Regions from separate parts of the Mus musculus genome. Here all the other regions are linked to region 1. Evidence: chromatin contacts called from public Hi-C and HiChIP or PLAC-seq data. All regions are on one chromosome and are shown on one strand. The core of a region is the stretch at or near the end of the contact, and the rest is flanking DNA. Distances in the headings are between cores, read along the strand shown.

Region 1 (3,809 bases), core at 720-3,219:
AAGACCCAACACTGGATGGACAGCAAGTGACACTGAGAGCAGCTGGTATGCAAGGTGATAAAATCAAATAGGAGTTCCATGAAATGAACAGAGCACCTGGATCCTTGAATGGCTCCCCTTGTAGGAGATGTCTTCACAATCCATCCCATCCACTTTTCCCTGTCTGCCCATGACTCACTCAATGCAACCACATCCAGCACTTTTTATCCACACCCATGGTCTCGGGTGTTCATCAGACTTTTTGACTCTCTTCAGAAGCCCGTGTCCCTTCCTAGCCCCCTTCTTTTCAGTCCAACAGAATTCTACGTATTCTTCAAAGAGCTCTTCAGTCTCACTGCTGCCTCAGAGCCTTCCGTGTACCCTTGCTGGAAGCATTCTTTCCCTTCCCTGGCCTTTCGTAGCCCCATGGCTGCTCCTGTCTCCCAAGCATCAGCATCCTTGTGCATTCTATGCACAGCTATAGTTGCATTGCCTCCTCTCTCTGGCACGGTCATCCTGTCTGCCCTGTGGACCTCGCTTTCGTGTCTCACGCAGGTGCTGAGAAAATAGTTTCCAAGGGAATGATGATCTGAGAGGGGTCCACATGACAATGGCTCCATTGTATTTGCCTTTAGCAAGATTCCTTGATGGGGTGTCATGTTCTCCCAGTATGGAAAGAGACAGAGGTGTTGGAAGTATTTAGGAATGATATATAGAAATGGAGAGTACCTTTTTGAAAATGGGCCAAAGTCAATTTAAAGAAAAAGAAAAACAAAACTGAAGACATTTGTAGAGAAACTAGGCACACTTGTGAACCAGTCTGCAAACATGCAGAGGGCTTTCCCCCAGAGTACTGGAAGTAGTTAGTTTCCATTCCTGATCAAAACACATCAGTAGAAAATTAGCCTAAACAGAAGTATCACTGAGATCACACAGAAGGAAAATATTTCAGAGAGGAGGTGATTCAACACTCAGATGATTTACCAGCGGGAATGTAGACTTTAGCTCTGAATCCAGAAGACTATTAAAGCTCAGACTCCTGAGTGCCAAGGCCAGGTGAGTGACTCCTTCTGGAATGAAAGCCATGCATGAATTTGACAATCTCATCTCTCACACCTCCCTGTGCTGGCTAGGTGTCCTCCTTACATGCCACCAGAAGCCGATCCTACGATTTCCCAGCAGGTGGCGACAATACATAGAAAATTCTGATCACGACAAAGGAGAAAGAAAAGTTTGAAAAGGGCTGCGATTTCTTGAGGATATTAGAGACCCATGCTAGGTCTGTAAAAATCTATTAAGTTCTCCAGAAAACCTGAAAGTCTCTATCAATTTGCCTCACATATTCATCTCCTCTGTTCATTGGAGCTCATTGGAATAAAACAAGACAGTGTGTTTGGCTGTTTGTAAATACAACCTTCCCAACAGGGTATTTGCATTTGCAGAACATAGCCATTTGAAGAACATCTTCTGTGTCTGTGTTCAGAGAAAAGAATGGGAATGCAATTCTTTCAGAGTTACTTTGAAGACCTTATTGGATCTCTCTCTCTCTCTCTCTCTCTCTCTCTCTCTCTTCCCCCCCCCCCCCCGTGTGTGTGTGTGTGTGTGTGTGTGTGCCAATGAGAGATGCTGTCAAAAAAAAAGGGGGATAGGAATTGTTAAGGATGTCCTAAGGATGTTGTTTCTTAAAGACTGTCTCCTAAGTTCAGTAAGTATTGCACACACATTCATGTGCACCCACCAACACGTGTGCACCCCCACCTAAACAAGCACATATATTCTCACACACATAAAAATAACACCTTATTAGTAAAAACAGAGGCAGAATAATGTAAAAGAACAGTGACTCCTCTAAAGATGCACACATATTTAGAGGTCGGCGAGCCTGTGTGTTCTCTAGCTTCCTTCTGAGGAAGACTGCTGCTGCAGGATGCTAGGACCATCAAGTGTCCCTGTGAGTCATTCAAGGGAGCTGGCTCTGCTGACATGCAACAGGCCAACAGGCCAGAGCCTTGTGACTCAGCCCGGAGGCAGCCTCTGGATGAGGATGCATGAGGGTAGCCCATGCCTATCAAGTAATAACCAGGAAGGATGCTGTATATTATGTACCAACAACAGATTCCCTCTCAGGGATACTTCCCATTGAGATCCCCGCAGTGGCCCACTGGACAGTTGCTGCAGCACCATTAAGAGATAAGCTCTGCTTTTTAACCCATTCATGAGTTTTGTTTGTTTTGCTTTTGTTTTCTGGGCCCCGGAGTACTCTGGGCCGCTGAGGTTTACTTCTTTTTCTTGCTTCCCTAGTTAACATTTAGATCCTTGTATTCCTTGGATGGTGCAGGATCATGCCTCCTAAGTGATTTATCAGTGCATATAATATGCATCTTCTCCCCTGCTCTCAGGTGGCTGCATCCGTGGGACTTGCATCTGTGATGTATGGACAGGATGTGACCAACACAGGCTCTTCAGTGGAAAGAAAACTGCTCACTTTCCACAGAGAGGTGGAGAGACTTTCCATTAGCCTTTCTGTCTATCTAGAGTTTTTTTCTCCATTTCCCATGTGCTTCATGACCTCTAGGTTGTTTTGCTTGTTTAGTTGGTTGCGTTTACAAGTCAGTCCTAAGGTCCATTCTATCATGACATCCTTTGGATTAGGATCATAACAACGTGAAATTTTATTATGTGCCTGCAGTAAAGATTTCCCACTAGGTCCCACCAATGAAAACCTGTAGTACAGTTCCCAGTATGAGAAGTGGTTGTCTTTCTGTAAAAAAGATAAAGGATTTAAAACTCTGTGGTTGAATCAAGATAGAGGTGGGACGATGGAAGGCAGCCAGGGGTGGATATCCTCACTGGAGTGCTGGCTCTGAAAGCGCATGCTTTCTTTGGGATTATTTCAGTTGTCAAGCGCAGCAGGCTTGACATCAATACACAGCGGGCCATGGATTATGGCTGTCTCTAATGACCATGTCACAGTGTGTTTGTTGTTCTGGATGTTAATATATAGAGCAAATGACAGCTCTTTAATTGAAGGTTGGAAGTGCCCCTTGCTAAGGCGCCTGGGTGACACATCCTTAACCACTGAAGTGAAACCCAAGACACTTGCTGGCTACGAAATGATACCCTGGAAGTCCTCTTCCTATTTGTGTATGTGCTTGGGAGGGAACATGAGCCCAGCAGCGGGCCTGCACCTCACTGGCAGCTCTTGATTTTTACCAGAGGGTGGCATCATTGGGGAACTAGCAAGGGTATATCAGTTCCATAGGAAATCCCAGCTAACCAGAGCTTTAGTGGAACATGGAACATGGCAACACAGGGTGTTTGAGGCCAGAAGAAAGGGATCAGGTCTTGTACTTTCTTTACAAAAAGTTGAATTGTCTTTTCAAGGTTCTGGAGGTCAGAGGGACAAAGTGGGTTACCCTGGAGTAAAATCAAGCATTCATTCTGGGTGGTCTGGTGGGAGTATATTTCTTCTATTTTTCTAGTTTCTAGAAGCTTCTTATGTTCTGTGACTTGGGAACCCTTTTCATCTGTTCTCTGTTTTCTATCGACTGGTTTTCTTGTTTCATTCTCTCAACTTTGGAAATCTCTGTGATTGTATTGGCTCTTTAATCTCTTCATACCCAAATCATCTGATAAGCCATCTTAATTCTATCTACTTTCTTTAATTCCCTCCTCTCACTACCATTCAGCAAAGATACCATTCACACTGGGTCTATGAATAAAAACGTGGGCATCTTTGGGATGGAGACATTATTCTTCTTACCTGGAAGGTACTAGATTAGGAAGGCTCTGTGGAATACTCATAGATGAGATAAGACTGTTGTAGTCTA
Region 2 (3,870 bases), core at 318-2,817, 420 kb after region 1:
GAACTAGGCAGACTATCTCCATCTGTGCTTTCACTCTAAAATATAGTTATTAAAATTTAATAGCAAATTTCACAGATAATTAAGAACCCAACTTTAACCTTACACTTTATGAGAGGAGATTTGCATTCATTTCTAAGTTATGTTAATTCTATTTTTCAATGATAAAGCCTCTGAAATGGAAATGAAAAATAAAGAATGTGAAATTATTAATTTCACTGGGAAGTATAAAGAAAAACATAATAGTCTCAAAAAAAAAGAGATAAGCTCAATTTTTATCAATCTCAAGGCAATGGGCAGAGTCATAACCAAGGACAGTATTGCCTGTATAATCGCCTGGATGCTGTCACACATTTAGATATTGATGGTGAGGAGAAATTAAAGACTCCTCCAAAGTGAAGGTTGGAGGGATTGAAAGGATTTCAAAGGGATTGAAAAAAGTAAAAATAGGGAAACTATGACTTTTGCCTTGCCCAATGGATGAAAGTAAGCTATCAGATGCCCTGCTAGTAGTTTAAGTTAGCAATTAGAGACATGGACCTAGAGAAATAGAGTAGAGTATGTGCAATATACAGAGACAACAGTTCGGAATTCATTCCAGAATGGCACCCAGTGAAATGGTTTATGATGAACTATAAAAAATCTCACACTATACCAACACCAAACACCTGGGGCAAAGGACAGGGAATAAGAGAAGGAAACATTCAAACAGAAAGACAGGGGGTGGAGGGGGCAAGAAGTTAACATGGAGCCAAGGAAGAAAGGTCCATATTCGATGAGCTGATCTCAGCTAGTATGCTCCAATCTTGCAGGAATAGAAGAGACCTGGGTGTAGAAAATGCAATGTGGTGGGTGCAGTACCGAGCTGTGTGTGCCAAGGACCTCATGCACACTTTCCAATGGATCGGGAGAAAACAGGATTACACAGAAATATCACTATCAGGCTCAGTCTTAATGACTATCTTACCTTGTATCTCATTTATGTCAAGCATTTATCTTTAAGCTGCAGAAAGTCTTTTGAGGCTTAGAGAATACTTTTTTCAATTACTGTAGTTTGAGCATTTTATTGTTCTGTCACATTTGGAAAGGAACAGAAAATATGGCAGTTGCAATAGTTTGTGTCTTTGTTGCTGTTTCGCAATATGCCCAAAATCGTGACCAAAAGGAGCTCGGGGACAAAAGTGTTTATTTTAGCTTACATTTCCAGGTGACACTTTACCATTGATAGAAGTCAGGACAGGAACTCAAGGAAAGAACCTGGAGGCAGGAACTGACGCAGAAACCACAGAGAAACACAGATTATTGGTTCCTCTTCCATGGCTTGCTCAACTACCTTCCTTAGATAGAGTAACCTCTCTGGGGTTGGACCCTCCCACATCAATTATCAATCAACAAAATGCCCCACAGACATATCCACAGGTCAACCTCATAGATGCAATCCTCAATTAAAGTTGCCTCTTGCTAGATGACTCATTTTTGCCAAGTTGACAAAAAAATAGCCAGAACAGCACTCTATGGCTGGTATTTGTGTTAAGCCTAACCTGTGTCTGAATCATAGGGTGAGACTGTTAGGTACCCCAATTTTTGAGTGGCATAGTCAGTTTTAGATGATGTGAGAATGTGGGTTTCCCTTTCCTGACTTTAATAACTTTCCATATTTGGATCAAATGTTATATAGACCTTGAGGTTTCACCCTTTAATTGATTAAATATGGAAAAATTGGAAAGAACACATGGCTGGAATTTATATGACCATAGTGCTGCTATGTGGTGAGGGAGGTGGAAACTAGAGAGAATTTCTCTCCATGTGTGCCATCTATCTTTCAGTGACTTCCCTGATCATGTTATTTATCTGCATTAGCATTTTTGTGGTCTAGAAATTACAAACAATTTTTAATAGTCCTCTGAAAAGAATGTGAAGTGTGGAGCAATCTGTGGAAAACACATTTTTGTATAATTCTGTCAGGATCTAGAAAAAATATCTTGTTCCTGCAGTTCACTTCTGCTTAGGAATTGGTCCAACAGGAGACAGAAGGAGAAGCTGAAAGTTGGAGAGGCTTTCCCTCTTCTTCAATAGACTATACTCACGCCTTCAGTGCTTAAACTCATGCTGCTGCTTCTAGCACTTCCAGGTCATGGGGGACAGGACAAAGGTCTACTAGCTGCCAATACCACATTTAATGTAGCTTATATAAGCCTGTTACTTTGGGAACAACAAAATAAATCAAGTAAGACTTTCGTTCTCAGGGCTATAATGTTCAACAACAATAATAAGTAACAGCAGGAAAATAACCAAAATATTACACAAAATGTGACGAATGACTGAAGGAGTTCACATTTCTACTTTTTAAAATACGGTAAAATAGATGTGTAAAAAAGTACAACACACAATAAAAAATATAGTTTCTTGGAAAGATATTTTAAATATTTCTCAAAATCATTATTAGAAAAATAATAAAGGAAAAGTAGTCCATGAGAGAAAACAAAAACCACATGAGAGTGAAATTATAGAACAAGGTAGAACATAATCTGGTGTTTCCTTCATCAGCATCTGTAAATTAGGCTGTGAGCATCATTCTGTACACTAGGATGGAGTGTGGTGGTGTGGATGAGAAAGGACCCATGGGCTCATAGAGTCAAATGTGCAGTTTCCAGAGAGAATAACTGTTCAGGAAGAATTAGGAGCTGTGGTCATGTTGGAAGAGATGTGTCATTGGAAGAAGGCTTTGAAGTTTCAAAAGCTTAGCATGCACAAGCTCAGCTTTCTCTCTCTCTCTCTCTCTCTCTCTCTCTCTCTCTCTCTCTCTCTCTTAAAGGAATGTACAAATTCTCCAAATTGATTCATTTTTCTATGGAATTTTACTTGCATAAAGTTTTAAATAAAACTAACAAGGCATGTTAGACGCTAATACCACTCTGATCTTTAAATCTCATTGGACAGGAGTCAGGGGGATAGGGCATGGCAGGGGTTTCTGTGCTACTGAGCATGTTTCATGTTTCTTGCTTTATATGTTGGCCAAAGAGGACTGGTTATAACAGTTTACCAGGCAGAACTATAGGTTCCAGGATAGTGGTGAGTGTGACCCATCACCTTTGTAGATGACAAGATCATATTGCAATGTTAAAAGGTTAGGCTTGCCCACCATCTCTTCAGATGCATGTTTGAATTGAGTAAAATGTGCAGAAGAAAAGAAGTTTGGGGTCTATACTATTTTAGAGAAGTCTGGCAAACATTAAGAAGCAAGTGGCCCCCACCTTAAACAAATATTTTGGACAATAGGAAAGAGGGATTACACACACACACACACACACACACACACACGTAGTTTTCAAAATAAGTAATATTTCATTGTCACCACAGAGCAAGATAGTACAAGGAAAGAAAAACTCATGCTTAGCTAGCCCTGGGAAATGCCCTAAACAAAACCTAAAGAACTTAAACCTGACTATGGAGAGAGAGAGAGAGAGAGAGAGAGAGAGAGAGAGAGAGAGAGAGAAAGGAAGAAAGGAAGAAAGGAAGAAAGGAAGAAAGGAAGAAAGGAAGAAAGGAAGAAAGGAAGAAAGGAAGAAAGGAAGAAAGGAAGAAAGGAAGAAAGGAAGAAAGAAAGAAAGAAAAGAAAGAAAGAAAGAAAGAAAGAAAGAAAGAAAGAAAGAAAGAAAGAAAGAAAGAAAGGAAAACTATGATCAGGCAGTATATATTTATCCTAGCAATACAAAAAAAGAACATAGAAATATAATGTAACTCTTTGGAATAGTGAAACCAAAAAGAAAAAACTGAATGATTATCCTCACCCAAAGAAATAACAATTGATACATTAGTAACAGTTTTTAGCTAAGTAGGACCAGAAGGAACTTTCTTAGCTTCTTCAAGGGT
Region 3 (3,609 bases), core at 642-3,141, 500 kb after region 1:
CTGTTTTCCTTCCCTCTCCCTTTGTAATTTCTCACCCCTTCACCAGCTTTAATACAGTGGCTCTCCAGAAGTGTCTCTCCACTTCTCAATCAAACCCTTTTGGTAGATGAACCCCCCTGAATTAAATGACAGTCTAGCGCTGATAACTTCACAACTTAGAAAACAAATTTTCCAGAGCTTCAGGTCTGGATATCCAACTATGTATACAACATCGCCAGTAGATAGATAGACGCCTCAGGTTTCAACATGGAGTGCCTTTTTCCTCCAGCCTGACCCTCTTTGATATTCTTCTGCCTCAGTAAATATGACTGTCTTCTCATGTCAGAAAAACAAGCATCATCCTGTCTTCCATCTTTTTTTCTTCTTTCTGTTACAGAATACCAAGGTCCAGTTACTCTATCTCAAACAACATTTTCAGTGTATCAATGCTTCTGCCAACATTGACTCTCTGTCCTCTCTTTCACAGCACATTCTTATCCCCTCAGCTTCCAGACATACGCCCCTCCAGCCCATTCCTCCATTACCATCGGCTGGCTGATGTTTCTGAAGTAAAGTGTGGACCTTTCCGTACATACAAACTTGGAAACCTTCATGTCTTTCCCACTTGGTGCTGCAATAGAGAGGTTCAAAAATCTACTGACTAAAGAATTTAAGAGGCAAATTTACAAGTTTGTCTCAAGCAGCCTTTTGTTTTGTTTCATTACGTTGATTTGTTTGTATTTTATAATTATTAGACACTAACTCTTTGACTAAGTGTATTAGAAAGCTAATGGCCAATATCATGTCAGGGAGACTTTGTGGAGGAAAGGATCGTGGCTTATTTCACTGTGCCAAAGAAAGTCAGTCATAAACCCTGTTGGGAACAACACAGATGCTGCCGTGATAGGATAATTCTCCAAGACTGAGGAAAAAAACCCTCTCATACGTCAAAAGCTAGAACACTGACCAACTCCTAGCGTCAGACCTCAGCCATCAGTGAAAGTTAGAAGCGAGGACTTCAGATTATACCTGCTCACCCCTGATGCCTGCAAAGAGAAAGCCTCAGGTTGCTCTCTACAGCTATCAGGAGAACCCAGCACAGACATTCCCAGACAGCTACAAACACAGAGGGCTGAGGCCTAACTCACAGACGTGTAATCTTGGCCTCAGAAGCAAGTTACTCATCAAAAGAAAAGTCTAGGTTTCCAAAGTCTATGTGCATATGTATGTGTACAGAAGTGGTGTGTCTGTGTGCATGTATGATTTGTGGAGGGCTAAAGTGATTGCTTATATGATTTACCTCACAATTTACATCACCAGCCTCATTTCTACAGTGTAAACATCACCACTGCTTGCTCAACCACGCCTTCTTTCACACAAAATGTACTGAGCCCAGACATTTATCTAGCACTTAGCTTACATTGGATCTAATCTCTCCATTAGCTCAGCAACTATTTTCTACACCTGACAGAAGATTAAACTGAGGCCCTAAATAAAGCTCAAGTTCCTGCAACAGGAAAGAGGGCAGCCTGGAGTAGAACCTGGCCTACTCCAGTCCTGAAGACAGCCCTCTTTCCGTGCAACCTCCTTACGTCATAAATCATCACGTTTCTAGTTCTAGATAGTAAAAAGAAAGATGTGGAGGAGAAAGTTTCTGCTTTACGATAAACCACGCTGATAAAGATGATTCAGTGACTATTTTTGAGATGTCAGAGCTGAAAATGTACAGATTCCACAGCCCAAAGAACCTGCCAAGTCCCAATTGCACAACCAAAGCGGCGCAAGGAGCCAAGGAGGCCAACTGTGTGATGGAAAAAGCACAGATGTCATCTGGGAATGCTCAGAGGCCTGCCTTCAGATGGAAGAGAGACAGTCTTGCTTCCGCCGGAACCACGGCCTTATAAGGCCACACTAAGTTACTTCCTTGGCTGAATCAACCCAGTGCATACTGCCTGTTCGCTTAGATCACAGAGATCCTACGGCCTGAGCATCATGGAAAGAACGCCCCTGCTGGGCGGTGTGCTTAGTCCCCATCCTGAGCTGGCTCACAAACACCTACCTTGTAATAAAGCTGCTATGAGCCTTTCAGTGGGGACATGGGGGAGGCAAGACACTGGGGTCAAAGTGGAGATATTTAGGTCCTCCTGGGAAATTAGTCACACATCATATCCCTTCCTCTCCATTTACAGCCATTTATTTGGGAGCAAAGGAATTCTAAATGAATGAGAAGTCCCTTCCACGCCAACATGTGTTCTGAAGTTCACAGGAAGCCTTCTCCTCTGCCTTGGGGCATGCAGATGAGGCCTGCTCGCAGCTGCGCCTCCAGTGAGCTAATCAGACAGTACATGCCCACAATGGAGAGGGCTCCAGGGAACAGAACCAGCCATTTCTTTGCCTTGCTTCATCAGGCCTCCTGTCATTACACCAAAACTCTAGGAGGATAAAAGGGACTTAGATACCTCCAAGAAGACTGACCCGAGAATATGCATTAAACCGTGGTTAAGAATCTAGGGAAAAGGTCCTGCAAGGTTAAACACACTTCAGAAAAGGAACGTTCACACTCTTGCCAAGTTACTTCCCTTACAAATATTGATTACTCTCTGCAGATTATGCAGATATTTGTCTCAGCTGTTGTTATTTCAATGGCTTTCATTCTCAGCTACAAGAGTAATAGAGCTGTCACAAGGAGCCGATTCCAAACTTCCCCCTGAGGTAAGTCACCGGTGGGTGTTAAGATCCTCAGGAGGGGCGTGCCAAGTTCCACAAGAATCCCAGTGATTCTGAGATGATGGAGAATGCAAACTCTTTGTGGAAACTCACTAAAGGACTTCTCTTCAGTGATCCCTTGTTGGTCTCCCACCATTCTATTAACCCAAACCACAGTGTTTCTGGCTTTATCTTAGAAATCTTCACTCAGTCTTTGATCTCAGTTAAGGTCAGGATCTCTTGTGACAGGAAGGGATGATACAGATGGTGCAGTTCAAATTTCTACCTTGCAGGGCAGGGTCTCTCTCTGGTCAAGTTTCCCCTGTGCACATCCTACTATGGTAGACATTCATGGACACCAATAATTATTAGAAATAATAAGAATCAGGAGTTCAATTCTAACAGGTTTTGATACAATAGTACTAGATTATCTTGGTATTTTTTTTTCACTATGACTTTTTATTTCGACAAAATGAAAGGGGATGAGGCTGTCCATGTGTTGGGTGTCCCTTGTATTTCAGGAATGAGAGTCAGAGATCAACCTGCAGGAATCAGTTCTCACAATCTGCCATGTGGACCTTGAGACTCACACTTGGGTCATCGAGTTTGGTGGCAAGCATCATTACCCACTGAGACACCTCATCATTCTCCTTCACTAGAATTTCTATCAGGCAAGCTCCTCACCTGCCATTGACACCGACTGACAGGTAGATCTTCCTGGCTTACACTTCCAAGAAAACAATGTGTCTTCCAGCAGGAACAATTGAAAGTATTTAACAAGAGTCTCTAACAAGGAAGTTCACTGCATCTCACATCAATTTAACTCTGCTCATATAAATGGTTGTTCTTGGGGGGGGGGCTTTCCAAGCAAAACGGGGCTTTATTTTCTGTCTCTTTTTCCCCACTTTCAGGTATATTTCCTGG
Region 4 (3,772 bases), core at 890-3,389, 470 kb after region 1:
TGCCTGTTGCATAAGAATCTCAGGAGAGCTGAGTCTGCCTTCCCTTCCCTTCCCTCAGGACATCCTTGAGGAGTTGTCTCTGCCAAGCCTCTGTTGAGTGTGCAACCCCAGGGAACACATCTCAGCCTTTCCTTTTGCTACCAGGTTAGCTTCACTGAATCCTTCATGAGCATAGAGACAATGAATTTTGGTTGACAGTTAAACTACATTGAGAGATGCCTAGAAAAGAGATAACATTTACTGGTAGGTGTGTCTGTGAGGATATCTGAAGATTGGGGTGTGGGTCATAAAGATGAGTGAGAAAAAATGCAGATAGCACCATCTAAGAGTTGGAGGACCCAGATGGAATAAGTAGAGGAAAAGAAAGGGAAGGCTCTAGTGCAGTGGTTGGGTCACAACCCATTTGGTGGTCGAACAACCCAGTCACAGGAGTCACCTAATACTATCAGAAAACACAGATGTTTACATTATGATCCATAACAGTAGCAAAATCACAGTTTTAAAGCAGCAACTGAAATAATTTAATGGTTAGATATTACCAAAACATGAAGAACTGAATTAAAGGGTTGCAGCATTAGGAAGGTTGAGAACCACTGCTCTAGTGTAGAACACAAAAGTGAGCACACTATTAATCACAGCTGTCACCAGTGGATAACAGACTTAGATTCTTGAGCCATTAAATGCAGATTTTTCACTACCCAGTAATTTTCCAGGTTTTCTCAGGCCTTTAGTCTTGGCTGGGGGCTACAACATCGGTCTTTCTTGTTACAGCTTCTTAGATCAAACAGCTAACGACCAGCTTTCCTGGCTCACCAGCCTGCAGATAGTCTTTGCAGGTCTAAGCGGCCTGACCATGTAAGCCAACTTACTAAATCCTCCTTTAATTACATGTATTTCTTTTGGGTCTGTTCCACTAGAGAACCGTGACTTTATGTCAATACAACCGGAGGGTGAGGGACAGGCATGGGGAGGGATGATGTTGGGGAAGAGTGAAGAAGAATTCATTCCTTCCACACTATCACTAAACACAAACTCAGCCATTTAGGAGAAATTAACACATCAACTCTTTTAAAAAAGCCAAAAGCAGGTTTTATGTGCATCTCTTTAGGAAGAAACTTCAATTTAAACAAACCAAGTTGAGTTTCCAAATTCACACCTAGAATATAAGCGAGGATTTAATTTTGTGTCTTTCCAGTTTCTAAGGCTCTGGTTTTGACCCTGAAATTTTCTGGGGCCAGGGGAAGAAATCAAGAAGGGCTGGGAAGTCTTCTAAACTGTATGCCAAACTCCAAGAAAGATGAGAGTGACCTTAAAATGTCAGAACCCTGATCTTGGCTCGCACCTATAATCCTAGTACTCAGGGGACTGACGCAGGTGGAGTTTACGAGATTAGGGGCATACCAAGCTATTCAGTGAGTTCCAAGCCAACCTGGGCTACAGAATGATACCTTGTATCAAAAACAAACAAATAAATAAATCTTAAATCCCCCAAAGTGTCAACACTCTCATTCTTGCTGGGAACTCAAACACAACAGTCTTAGGTTAGAGCCTAAACAGTAGACTGTCTGACTGGACAATAACCATAAACAGTCTTTAAAACTCATCTTACTTGTGTCCGTGGGAGAATGAAAACATAAAAAATCAAACCAAAACCATAGCTTGGCAACATTTCCAGCAATGTAAGAGGGTTAAATAAACATGACTTTGGGTCAGAGAAAACAACAGCCGGTTCAGGGCTGAGGGGTCTTCAAGACACAGTCATGTGTTGAGAAGTATCAGAAGGAGCTGAAGTTTACAAACACTACCCTCCAGCTTTGCGGTAAAAAGCCAGTTGGGGTGGGTAAATGTTTTGAAGGGAATTAGGTATGACCGAGACAACAAAGCAGGGATATCTGTATGTACACTTCCATCTCCCAGGTCCCCACAGGATCCATGCTGCTGGTCAGTCTCCCACATGCAGAGGGCAGGACCCTGCTGGGTACGCTCAACTGCCGGATCACATCAGAGAGCATACCACCAGAGTCTGGGACTCTGGGCCACAGAGGGGTCATTGAGAAGCCGTCCAAAGGCAGTTTGTGTCTCACGTGGATTTGGCAAGCTCTGAAGGTCACATGTCAGCTTGCCCTAAAGCCTGCAGCTTCCGCTATGAACTTTTCTTCCCCTTTCCTCAACTCCCTCCCACCACAGGCTGCAAAGAGTTCCGTACAGTCTCCTACATCAAAGAATGCCTTTTGTTTAAAGAGTGGAAGCCACTCCTTCTGTCCCTCTACCATATATGGCTTAAGAAAGTGAAGGCAGGATAGAAAGCACCCCAGTATTTGCTGTGTTCCCTTTCAAAGCCTGCCCTGTTTGCAGAGGGGTTATCATGTGTCCACACAGGCTGTTTGCCACAGGTCTGAAGTGAGCCTGGTCCTTGGTGACAGTACTCTGAAGAAACTTCAGACCGTGTGTGTGTGTGTGTGTGTGTGTGTGTGTGTGTGTGTGTGTGTGTGTGAGAGAGAGAGAGAGAGAGAGAGAGAGAGAGAGACAGAGAGAGAGAGACAGAGACAGAGACAGAGACAGAGAGAGACAGAGAGAGAGAGACAGAGAGAGAGACACAGAGAGAGAGAGATCCATGATTCCTCCAATATTAGGATACAGTTTCTCTGGTTTTGCTAAATCCTCAATGGGTGTACCTCCTTTCTGTCAGGATTTTCCAAATATGAGAAAAAGCAAAGATGAATGCCCAATCATTTCCGGCCTGTGGGGAATATTTTTTTAAATGGGTAGGGAGAAGCACCACTTTGGAAGGTGCACTAAAATCTCTACTGTGGAAATACACCAATCTTTGAAACCTTTTCTACCCTCTGTATCTCTCGCACAGCTACTAGAATACTAAAAATAAAAAACCAGATCAGAAGGGAAGGAAAGGAAAGAGGGAAGGAGGGAAGGAGGGAGAGAGAGAGAAAGAAAGGAAGAAAGGTCATTCTAATTTGACTTTGTTTTCTTAACTCACTTATTTTTCCCACAAAATATTTCCAGACTACCTGTAAGCCAAGCTTCTGCCCTTCCTGGCCAGTCTATCAGCGAGTGTTGGTATGAAGGGGCCACTCTGAGACTCCTTTAGCAGTAGAAAGTGCTTCTATTTGTCAACTGGTGAGATAACTTCTAAGAAAATAGCTCACTAAAGTGCTCACATATTTCAAATATTATTATTATTGATACAAATACCAAAGCACTTGGGATTCAAGACCAGAGGAATGCAAAATCAAAGCAACTTCCTTTCAAATGATAATGACATTCAAATAAATCAGGAGTCTCCGTGGGGTAGGTTTTTATGAACTTGATACAAGCAAGAGTCACCTGGAGAGAAGAAACCTCCGCTGATAAAACACCTCCATCAGAACAGCCTGTAGGCAAGTCTAGAGCATTCCTTAATGATTGATATGGAAGGCCCACCCCCTGCAAATGGAACCGCCCATGGGCAAGAGGCCCTGAGTTGTATAAGAAAGCAAGATGAGCCAGCCAGTAAGCAGAGCTTCTCCATCGCCTTGCTCCAGTTCCTGCCTCTAGTTCCTGCTCTGACTTCTCTTCATGACAGATTAAGCTCTACGATGAAACAAACCCTTTCCTCCCCAAGTTGCTTTTGGTCATGGTCTTTATCACAGCAACAAAAACCAAACTAGAATAGAAACTAAGTCAGGTGTTGGCATGCTATGGCCTACAAACAAAATTCAGCCTTCCACACACAGTTTTATAAATAAAATTCCCAGGAGGACAGCCACCTGCTTAT

Evidence for each region. HiChIP or PLAC-seq counts read pairs in DNA pulled down with a chosen protein or histone mark. A called contact is a pair of places that touch in the nucleus more often than the background predicts.
Region 2: a contact with region 1 is called in an H3K27ac HiChIP or PLAC-seq map of embryonic fibroblasts, with 9 times the contacts expected there. The contact joins two enhancer-like sites. A contact is called at or near these places in 2 of 15 datasets of contacts at CTCF or cohesin (both in the NIH/3T3 cell line), 11 of 484 Hi-C or Micro-C datasets (the C2C12 cell line, Sertoli cells, adipose-derived mesenchymal stem cells and 5 more) and 3 of 115 datasets of contacts at active chromatin or transcription factors (the NIH/3T3 cell line, embryonic fibroblasts and vascular smooth muscle cells).
Region 3: a contact with region 1 is called in a CTCF HiChIP or PLAC-seq map of the NIH/3T3 cell line, with 9 read pairs. The contact joins two enhancer-like sites. A contact is called at or near these places in 2 of 15 datasets of contacts at CTCF or cohesin (both in the NIH/3T3 cell line), 14 of 484 Hi-C or Micro-C datasets (the HL-1 cell line, adipose-derived mesenchymal stem cells, cortical neurons and 5 more) and 4 of 115 datasets of contacts at active chromatin or transcription factors (the NIH/3T3 cell line, embryonic fibroblasts, fibro-adipogenic progenitors and 1 more).
Region 4: a Hi-C map of uterus shows a contact between it and region 1. The contact joins two enhancer-like sites. A contact is called at or near these places in 1 of 15 datasets of contacts at CTCF or cohesin (the NIH/3T3 cell line), 8 of 484 Hi-C or Micro-C datasets (beige adipocytes, embryonic fibroblasts, nephron progenitors and 1 more) and 2 of 115 datasets of contacts at active chromatin or transcription factors (the NIH/3T3 cell line and embryonic fibroblasts).

The regions. Positions count from the first base shown.
Region 1 is chr2:117,540,527-117,544,335 of GRCm38.p6, forward strand. No RefSeq gene overlaps it. Among named protein-coding and RNA genes, the nearest start is that of Gm32137, 100 kb to the left of the region's middle. Within about 2 kb of position 1,970, at least 38 of the 459 cell types and tissues checked have an H3K27ac peak or open chromatin away from gene starts, as enhancers often do. A contact at or near this core is called in the C2C12 cell line, the NIH/3T3 cell line, embryonic fibroblasts and 2 more, where this site is marked.
Region 2 is chr2:117,957,809-117,961,678 of GRCm38.p6, forward strand. The region is part of intron 8 of Gm13986 (predicted gene 13986); the gene reads right to left. Among named protein-coding and RNA genes, the nearest start is that of Gm25308, 120 kb to the right of the region's middle. Within about 2 kb of position 1,568, at least 30 of the 459 cell types and tissues checked have an H3K27ac peak or open chromatin away from gene starts, as enhancers often do. A contact at or near this core is called in the C2C12 cell line, the NIH/3T3 cell line, embryonic fibroblasts and 1 more, where this site is marked.
Region 3 is chr2:118,037,735-118,041,343 of GRCm38.p6, forward strand. The region is part of intron 4 of Gm13986 (predicted gene 13986); the gene reads right to left. Among named protein-coding and RNA genes, the nearest start is that of Gm25308, 38 kb to the right of the region's middle. Within about 2 kb of position 1,892, at least 52 of the 459 cell types and tissues checked have an H3K27ac peak or open chromatin away from gene starts, as enhancers often do. A contact at or near this core is called in the NIH/3T3 cell line and uterus, where this site is marked.
Region 4 is chr2:118,006,017-118,009,788 of GRCm38.p6, forward strand. All of the region lies in intron 8 of Gm13986 (predicted gene 13986), which reads right to left. Among named protein-coding and RNA genes, the nearest start is that of Gm25308, 70 kb to the right of the region's middle. Within about 2 kb of position 2,140, at least 120 of the 459 cell types and tissues checked have an H3K27ac peak or open chromatin away from gene starts, as enhancers often do. A contact at or near this core is called in uterus, where this site is marked.